Regions from separate parts of the Gossypium hirsutum genome. Here regions 2 and 3 are each linked to region 1. Evidence: chromatin contacts called from public Hi-C data. All regions are on one chromosome and are shown on one strand. Each heading gives the region's core, a stretch centred on a gene start, on an enhancer-like site or on the middle of the called end of the contact. The rest is flanking DNA. Distances are from core to core; before and after follow the strand shown.

The links. A called contact is a pair of places that touch in the nucleus more often than the background predicts.
Region 2: a contact with region 1 is called in a Hi-C map of leaf, with 1.9 times the contacts expected there. The contact joins the enhancer-like site here to the promoter of LOC107947875 in region 1. A contact is called at or near these places in 4 of 34 Hi-C or Micro-C datasets (callus, hypocotyl and leaf).
Region 3: a Hi-C map of leaf shows a contact between it and region 1, with 2.3 times the contacts expected there. The contact joins the promoter of LOC107947819 here to the promoter of LOC107947875 in region 1. A contact is called at or near these places in 4 of 34 Hi-C or Micro-C datasets (leaf and petal).

Annotation. Positions count from the first base shown.
Region 1 is chrA08:92,854,340-92,857,054 of Gossypium_hirsutum_v2.1, reverse strand. It overlaps LOC107947875 (NPL4-like protein 1), which reads left to right and starts at 1,305. Exons shown (of 2, transcript XM_016882384.2): 1 at 1,305-2,592. The coding sequence starts at 1,609.
Region 2 is chrA08:92,230,302-92,233,007 of Gossypium_hirsutum_v2.1, reverse strand. It overlaps the pseudogene LOC107947826. Among protein-coding and RNA genes, the nearest start is that of LOC107947819, 74 kb to the right of the region's middle. Within about 2 kb of position 1,272, at least 7 of the 9 cell types and tissues checked have an H3K27ac peak or open chromatin away from gene starts, as enhancers often do. A contact at or near this core is called in leaf, where this site is marked.
Region 3 is chrA08:92,156,458-92,159,338 of Gossypium_hirsutum_v2.1, reverse strand. It overlaps LOC107947819, which reads right to left and starts at 1,323. Exons shown (of 3, transcript XM_016882338.2): 1 at 1-1,323. The coding sequence starts at 938.

The DNA.
Region 1 (2,715 bases), core at 56-2,555:
TGGGGGTTTGCATTGAAGCTTTTGACATGTTGGGTTGATTGTTGTTCTTATGTGAATTGTTTTGTTTAAGTTGTTGATTGATCCTCTGATTTTTGTTTTTAGGCTTTGGAATCACTCTTGTAATAAAAATAATTTTTTAAGATATTCAAATTTTGATAATATTTTGTGTATTATTAATTTTAGACATGTGTTATATACTAAATTACACATAATTATTGATACTTACGCTATATTATCATACTATAATCCATTGTAATTGTATTATTGATAATTAATAAAATGTAATCATTATACCAATTGTTGAATATATGTATTAATAAAGATAGTATTTTTCTATCTATATTATAAATATTTAAAATTTATTTGAAACTTTATATTCATGATAAATGCAACTATATTGATAAATTTAATGGCCAAATTGCTAAAATATTAATTGTCTGGAGAATTATATATATTAATGCTACTTTTGGTTACTAGTGTAATAACACGAAAAAAAGCTTATTTAACACATATGTTCTAAAGTAGTTAGACATAAAAGAAAGAATAATTATTACGAATTTAAACATGCAATTAGAAAGATGAGTAAAAACTCATTGTAGAAAATAAAACCTCTTTAAAATAAGTGAAAAGTTTTCTTTTTTGTTTGGCACAAACAAGTCATATGAGTGGCTAAAAATTATCAATTGTGATTAAATTTTTAGCTAACCAATAACTAAAATATGTGGATGCAATAATACTTCAACCAAACATAACATAATAGTTTTAGTAATAGTTATATATATATATTATGTAAATAGTATATCATCTATTATAGTTAGCTTTTAAAATTGATTTAACCGATCAGATTGAATCAATTCAAGCAAATCAATTAATAACTTTGATTTTGATTTTAGACCAATTAATAGTTGCTTTTTGATACAATGACCAATTAATAGTTAAATATATGTATTAATAGTTTTAATATATATTATTACATTAAGTAATACTATATCACATAGCATAATAGTAATACAAAATCTTTTAATTATTATATATTATATATTATTAATTATTTTTTTATTAATAAAATTTTAATATAAATATGTAATGCTTAGGATTATATTTTTATAAAATAAATAATTTTTATATAATTATATTAATTATTAATATTTATTATCGTCTTACAATTATAAATTCTAGCTTTTTCAAGTTTTGGTTCAAATTTATTTTAGGTTTGAGCGTTCAAATTTTTTTGAGTTTAAATGTATAATGGGCTTAAACTTTTTCGAGCTCAAATTATTAGGAGTTCATTGTTGAGTTGAGAACGTTGACGTTTTAGTGTTGCAACAGTAAATAATTTGTAGAGGTTGAAAGGAGGACTAAAAAGAAAGTTAATCCTGGAGTAAATATATCTCTTTCGTGTCCTAGTCGTGGTCTCCCACGGCAAGCGATCCAAGTACTTGTTAGCTTTTCCTCCAAGTTCCAACTCAACTCTGCCACTCCAAGAACTTGTTCTCTCCAACACTGACTCTTTTCTTCTCCATTATAAAAAGTAACTAAATCTTCCTAAAACTTTCAATTCTAATCAAGATTTCCAGCATTCATAAACGCCGCCGTCTCCACCCCAAGATGTTGCTCAGAATCCGCAGCCGAGACGGCCTGGAACGTGTCCAGGTCGGCGGTCCTCATGTTTCAATCTCCCAATTGAAAGCCTTAATCGAATCCCAATTCCAAATCCCCATTCATAACCAAACCCTTTCCACCGATCGCAATCTTCTCTTGGCTAAAACCCCCGCCGATCTTCTCCGTTTCACCGACATGTCCGACCCCTCCCGTCCCCTCTCCTCCTTGAACCTCTCCCACGGCTCCGTCGTTTTCCTCTACTACCAGGGTGAACGCACCGTCCGCGGCGGACCCCCCGTCTGTCCCGCCGGATCCTTCGGGCGTAAGATGACGATGGACGACCTCATCGCTAAGCAGACACGGATCACCCGCCAGGAATCGCCTCACTGCGATTCGGTTTCCTTCGACCGCGATTCCGCCAATGCTTTCCAGCGGTACGTCAACGAAACGCTGGTGTTCGCCGTGAAACGCGGCGGCTTTATGTACGGCACCGTCTCCGAAGAAGGTAGGGTGGAAGTCGATTTCATTTACGAGCCGCCTCAGCAAGGGATGGAAGATGATTTGATTCTCTTGAGGGATCCCGAAGAAGAGAAATTGGTTGATGCCATTGCTGCTGGTTTAGGTAGGAAGAGGGTAGGGTTTATTTTTACCCAGACGATAATGCAGGACAAAAAGGACTATAACTTTTCCAACAAGGAGGTTCTACAGGCGGCTGAGCTTCACGCTGAGAGTAGGCTGAAGGAGTGGGTGACTGTTGTGGTGAAGCTGGAAGCCACTGAAGATGGGGATGCCGATGTACATTTTGAAGCTTTCCAAATGAGTGATATGTGTGTTAAGTTATTTAAGGAAGGATGGTTCGTGACCGAGTTCGGGGAAGACGATGATCCAAAGCTTTCCAAGATGAAGAAAGAAGTCGTCGTAGGTGGGAAGGATGTTAAGGAGGTTGATAATGATTTCTTCTTGGTGGTGGTTAAGATTATCGACCATCAGGTGATAATTCTTTATTCATTAACTGATATTAACCAATTCATGTTGTTGAATTAGTTGCTTTTTATGGTTAATACTTGTGTTTATGATTAACCTATTGATCTCCAAGGTGTGAATGCTGCATGT
Region 2 (2,706 bases), core at 23-2,522, 620 kb after region 1:
GAATTCACGTCCACCTCGTTGTTACAATAACAACTGTACCAACAAAGCTAAAGTTATATTTTTAGATTTTATATATTCTGTTCACTTTCTATAACTTTTAAAATATATATTAGTTTTCTAAATATATTTTTATGGATTTTTATATATTTTTTATTTTTACAATTTTGTTAAAAATAATATTTTTGATAATTTTTTAATTGTTATATATTTTGGGATTTTTATATTTTCCTTATATATATATATAAAATACAATACCTACTTCTATGTATAATCCTTCCAACCCTTAAATTGCAAGAAAAACGTGTTTAAATACACTAAAAATCGTGTCCTTTTCATTGTTGCAATAGCAAATGTCCCAACAAAGCTAAAGTTATATTTTTGGATTTTATATATTTCTTTCCTTTTTTATATTTTAAAAATTCATATTAGATTTATAATATATTTTCATGGATTTTTGTGGATTTTTATATTTTATATTTTTTTGTTAAAAAGTACATATATATATTTGAATTTTTTTAAAATTGTTATATATTTTTAGGTTATTTTATATTTTATGGATTTTTGTATATTTCTTTTACATAAATTATTATATTTTTTAATGTAATTCTTACTTCTATTCGTAAACTTTCTCAACCCTTAATTTGGTGGGAAAATGCACTTAACTGCGCACAAACTCATGTATTCTTTGTTGTTGCAATTATAACAATACCAATAAAGTTAAAGCTATATTTTTGAATTTTTTTATTTTTATATTCTATAATTTTTACGTGTGTTTTTAGATTACATATCTTATTTTTTTTATTTTTAAAGTTATATATTTTGTAAAAAACAAAATGTTTTCATTGGCTAAATTAATTTTCTAACACTTTTTTTTTAAAGGTTTGTTAAATAACTGGACTAAAATTTTATGGGAATGATACTTTAGTGACAATATGGCAAAAAAAATATAGAGGACTAAATCATTAATTAAGCTTAAAAAATTATTTAAGAAAAATTAAATGTGGCGGCTGGTAGTTTTGATAGCGAAATTCTAGGGATTACTTTTATGTGTACCTGCTTTAGTAATTTGGAAAGCAGAATATTATCTTTCTAATCAATATTATTTTACTAGTTCATTAATTTATTCCTTGATTCCAAGTTTATTTTATTGTTCGTTGTGAAATAATTGAGGTGGATGGATGGAGGATTTTTTTTTTTTTTAACTAGGGTAGGATGCCTATTTTGGCTTTTTTCACATCTTTAATGCATTGACCCACTTGAGCTAGAGGGGATATAGAGAAGAAAAGGCATATATGAGAAACTATGATCACGGCTACATACAAGGGTCATCATCCCACCTCTATATCTGATCTGCTATTACAAACTTCGTTAACAAAAGTCTATCTTTGTTTTAATCCTTCGTGGATTGAATCTTGATGGAATTGTAATTGCAGAATCAGCATAAACTTTTTTACCAGTATCTTAGAAGCAAGTGGGCGAGAAGCATAAAAGAAAGGAAGATCAAAAGAACAAAAAAAAAAAAAACTTTGGGTTACATGGTTAGGGAGCTCTGTGAAGATAAACCAAGGAATATTGTCTCATCAACTGGGTTTTGTTACTCAGATGTTTCATCTGGTAGCTCCCATCCGGTGAGTCAGATCCAAGGCTTTGAATCCAACCCAGACCCAGATATCTTCAAGTACTTGGCAACAGGCATGGAGATGATAGGGGTTTCAAAGAATCTACCGCAACAAGGTGACAGCTACACGGTGGTGTGGAAACGGTCCTTGAACAAACATGGAAGCAACCCTGATCCTTCATCCAATACAATCAATGAGTCAACAAGCGATTTCTATCAACATGAATTCCACAAACCTGAGTTCACAGCTGGGATATCTGAAACTGAGACTAGTACTGGGAATCTAATAGTGGGAGCGGAGACAGGTCCTTGGCAAGAGAACAGGTTGCTTGTTGATGATTCTTCTTATAGATGTGTTTTTCCTTGTGAAGAAAACGAGAGGCCAAGTCAGGGTCTTTCACTCTCTTTCATCAAATAATCCTTCGACTATCGGCCTACAGTCTTTCGAACTCAGACAAACCACCAGTCACAGCACTCATGATCAGCAACATGATATGAGGTTTGGTTCAAATGCTGGAGATGGTTTCTTCGAAAAGGCTCCAAATATCCAACAGCAACAACAACAAACCATCCAAAGCGAATTTCTGGAAGAAGCTGCGAATTTACATCATCAGGGGCAGCTCCAAGTGGCGAGTTCAAAGTACTTGGTCCCAACTCAGGAACTTTTGAATGAGTTTTGCAGCCTCGGAACAACGCAAGTTGATGCATCAGAGGAAAAACAGATCCATAAGACCAAACAGTGTGATAATGACAATGGAGCCAGTTCTTCAAGGAAGCAACCCCTTTATTCCCTTAACTTCATGGAGTTGCAGAAAAGAAAAACCAAGCTGCTTTCAATGCTGGAAGAGGTATGACATGTGCATTTCACTTTCAACTTTTGATCCTCAAAGATCGTTACTTTTTCTCCACAACTTTCTTTTTTAAATAAAGAAGTCATGAAATTTTATTTTACTGGGTGTTGATTGAAATGGGGATCTCCCTATTTTGTTTCTTGAACTAATTTATTGACTTGGGTCCTTCCCATAAATGCCGACGCCGTGACAATTCTTGCTTTTCATTTACTTTCAGGAACCTCAAATCCTTTTTCT
Region 3 (2,881 bases), core at 74-2,573, 700 kb after region 1:
ACACCGAGTTCAGCCATACAAGCCTGCATTCGATCATCCGAGCCGTACAAGCTGGGGTACCTCTGGATACACCGGTCTTGCATCTTTGCCAAGGCTTTGGCCAATGGGTAGCTAATGGCAAAGCCTCCGCCGCCGTAAGCCATGCCGTAGGAGAAAAAAATGTTCTGAATATGAGATTCCGACAAGCTTCCGATGTAATAATACTGAGTATGATCATATTTCCTCAAAATCCTGACCAGATTAGCGGTGATGAAAACGGTGTCATCGTCGCCCATCACGAACCACCGGACGTTATCCATCTTCATCCTCAAAGTCTCCGTCACGATCCTCGAGATCCGAATCGCGGAACGGTGACCCTTCCGATTGGTGTAAGGGAACTTGGAAGTGTCGCTGGAGACTCGAAACGGTGGAAGGGTTCGGTTGTCTTGGGCAGAGTATTTGACGCGATCGTCCAGCCAAACCACACCACGCATTTGGTTTGGCTTGTACCAAATCTTGATGTACTCTTTTCTCTGCTGCCATAGCTTGGAAGAAGCCGCGATTCCAAAGACCACGTCGTGAATTTCCGTCGGCTTTGGCTTCGGTGGAGCTTGTTCCATTTGCATTACTACCTTTTGTTTTTCTCGGACATCACGACCGCCGTGATGGGGTGGAGCTGTCACAGCCGTCTGATTGAGAATCAAGGGTGCAGATGTGAAGCTTGTAGAGCGACGAAGATAGGAAGTAAATGGGGTATGGTTGAAGGTTTGTTGAGCAGAGGTTGTTAAGAGCTTGAGAGTGTAGAGAAGGTAAGTAAGCGAGACGAAGAGGATGGAGCAGACCATGAGCTTAGGAATAGGTCGGTTCGGGTGTCCAGAAACAAGTGGGTGGTTGCCTGAAGAACTTCTCGACTGAACCTGATCCCAAACCATCTGTGAAACTTTGTTGGAGTCTGTCATTCCGTTCAAGAAAGCTAAAATTAGTTTTCTTCTGCATGCACTTTTAGATTCTGCTGAGGAAGAACATGTTGGATTTGTAGGAGAAAGGGTGAAAGATCAGAAAATACCCAGAAAGAAAGGATTTTAAAAGAAAAATGAGACATGAAGAAGATTTATGAAGAGCAAAAAGGAGGAGTGTGTAGCTGTGGAGAAGTAAATGTGATGGATTACATTATTGCCAGGTTGCAAACTACCCCCGAATTGGAACTACACCAAGCAATTCAATATATATTTATCTTTATTTCTTTTTCTTTTAGGTGTGTGATTCAGTAAGATTTGTAGAAACATAAGTTTCTTTTTTTATTTTTTGGTTGAATAGAACCTAAACATTTCGCAGCTGACCTTCATAATTTTGTCATTTTGGATTATACTGACAACTTTATAATTTTATTTAATCATATAATATTTAAACTTATGGAGGCAAATCATCTGCCCAATTCAGTGTTCCTATATAGAATCATGCCACTTTGACTGAATCCATAACTACACTTTGTCAGGGGTAAAATTAATTAAATTAAATCAATGCGTCATACTTTTTAATCTAATATGGTTGCAGCTGTCCACGGTCGGATTGGGTTCCCTCCGAAAAATATAGGGGTTTAAATAAAATTATAAGATCGAAAAATAGATTTGGGCAAAAAGTAAAGTTTATTTAAAACATGGGTTAATCCTTAAGTAAGGTATTTTTGACTCAGTTTTGAATTGGTGTTTTGCTGTTGTTTTCTCACTTTTTACCATAATTTTACTATTTTTTTACTATTATGTTGGTATTATTTTATTGTTAATGTTTAGATATTGTATAACACTTGTTTTATTGTTTATTTTCCTACTATTTTAAAGGAATTTGTTTGTTAAGTTACACTTATTTTAGTGTTATTTAAGTATAAAGATTTTTTAATTTATTTTCAATTTGTTGGGATATTTTAATATTTTTCGTATATTTAGTGTATTATATTTTTTATATAAAAAATAAAAAATAAAAAAAATTAATATGGACAGGTCGGGCTGGGCCTGAGTTTTAGCATTTTTATTCAGGCTAAACTTGGGCAAAAATTTAGGCCCATTTTTCAGGCCAAACCCGTGCCTATCAATCAAGCCTAAAATTTGGTTAGGGCCCATCCCGAACTCAATCCAACTCGACCCATAAACAACTCTAGTTTCAACCCACGCTCCCTGTAAGGTTGATTATTTGATTGTGTCAAATTTAAATTAAAGGAAAAATAATAAAGTTAAACTATGCTTTAAATCGTTACACACTTTGTACATTTGGATTTTAGTCTCCTACTATTATTTTTAAGAATTTAATCTATCTAATTTTCGGATTTAAAAATCTCGGTCTAGTTGTGACATTTTGAAATTAAAGAAAATATGCACTTGGTAATCATGTAAAAATAAAAATAACGTTGAAAATACAATTTAGGATTTTTATTCTTAAAAACGTCCATTCTAATTTGTGATGATAAAATATATATTTTTCTATTGGAATAGTGTTATTAAGAAAAATTGACATTAACATTTTGATTGAAATAGTTAAGAATATTAACAATTTAGGCTAACTAAAAACAATATAAAAATAGAGAGATAAATTTATGTCACAAATTAAAGTATATAGATTAAATCTCAAGTTTTAACATAGTTTAGGTGCTAAATTTGAAATTTAAATATTGTCTTATAATATTACTTTTAGGCATTCAAATTATATATGACTACGTAATATTTTAATTAAAAAATTAATTATATTAATTATTAACACTAATTAATAATATTATAAAAATATATGAACCAAATTATATTAGAAATGAGAGTATAAAAATTAAATATTATAATAAGTGGACCGAAATTAAAATTTAACATTTTTTAAGATGAAAAAGAAACCCTCATGCATGTCCTTTTCTTTTTTATAT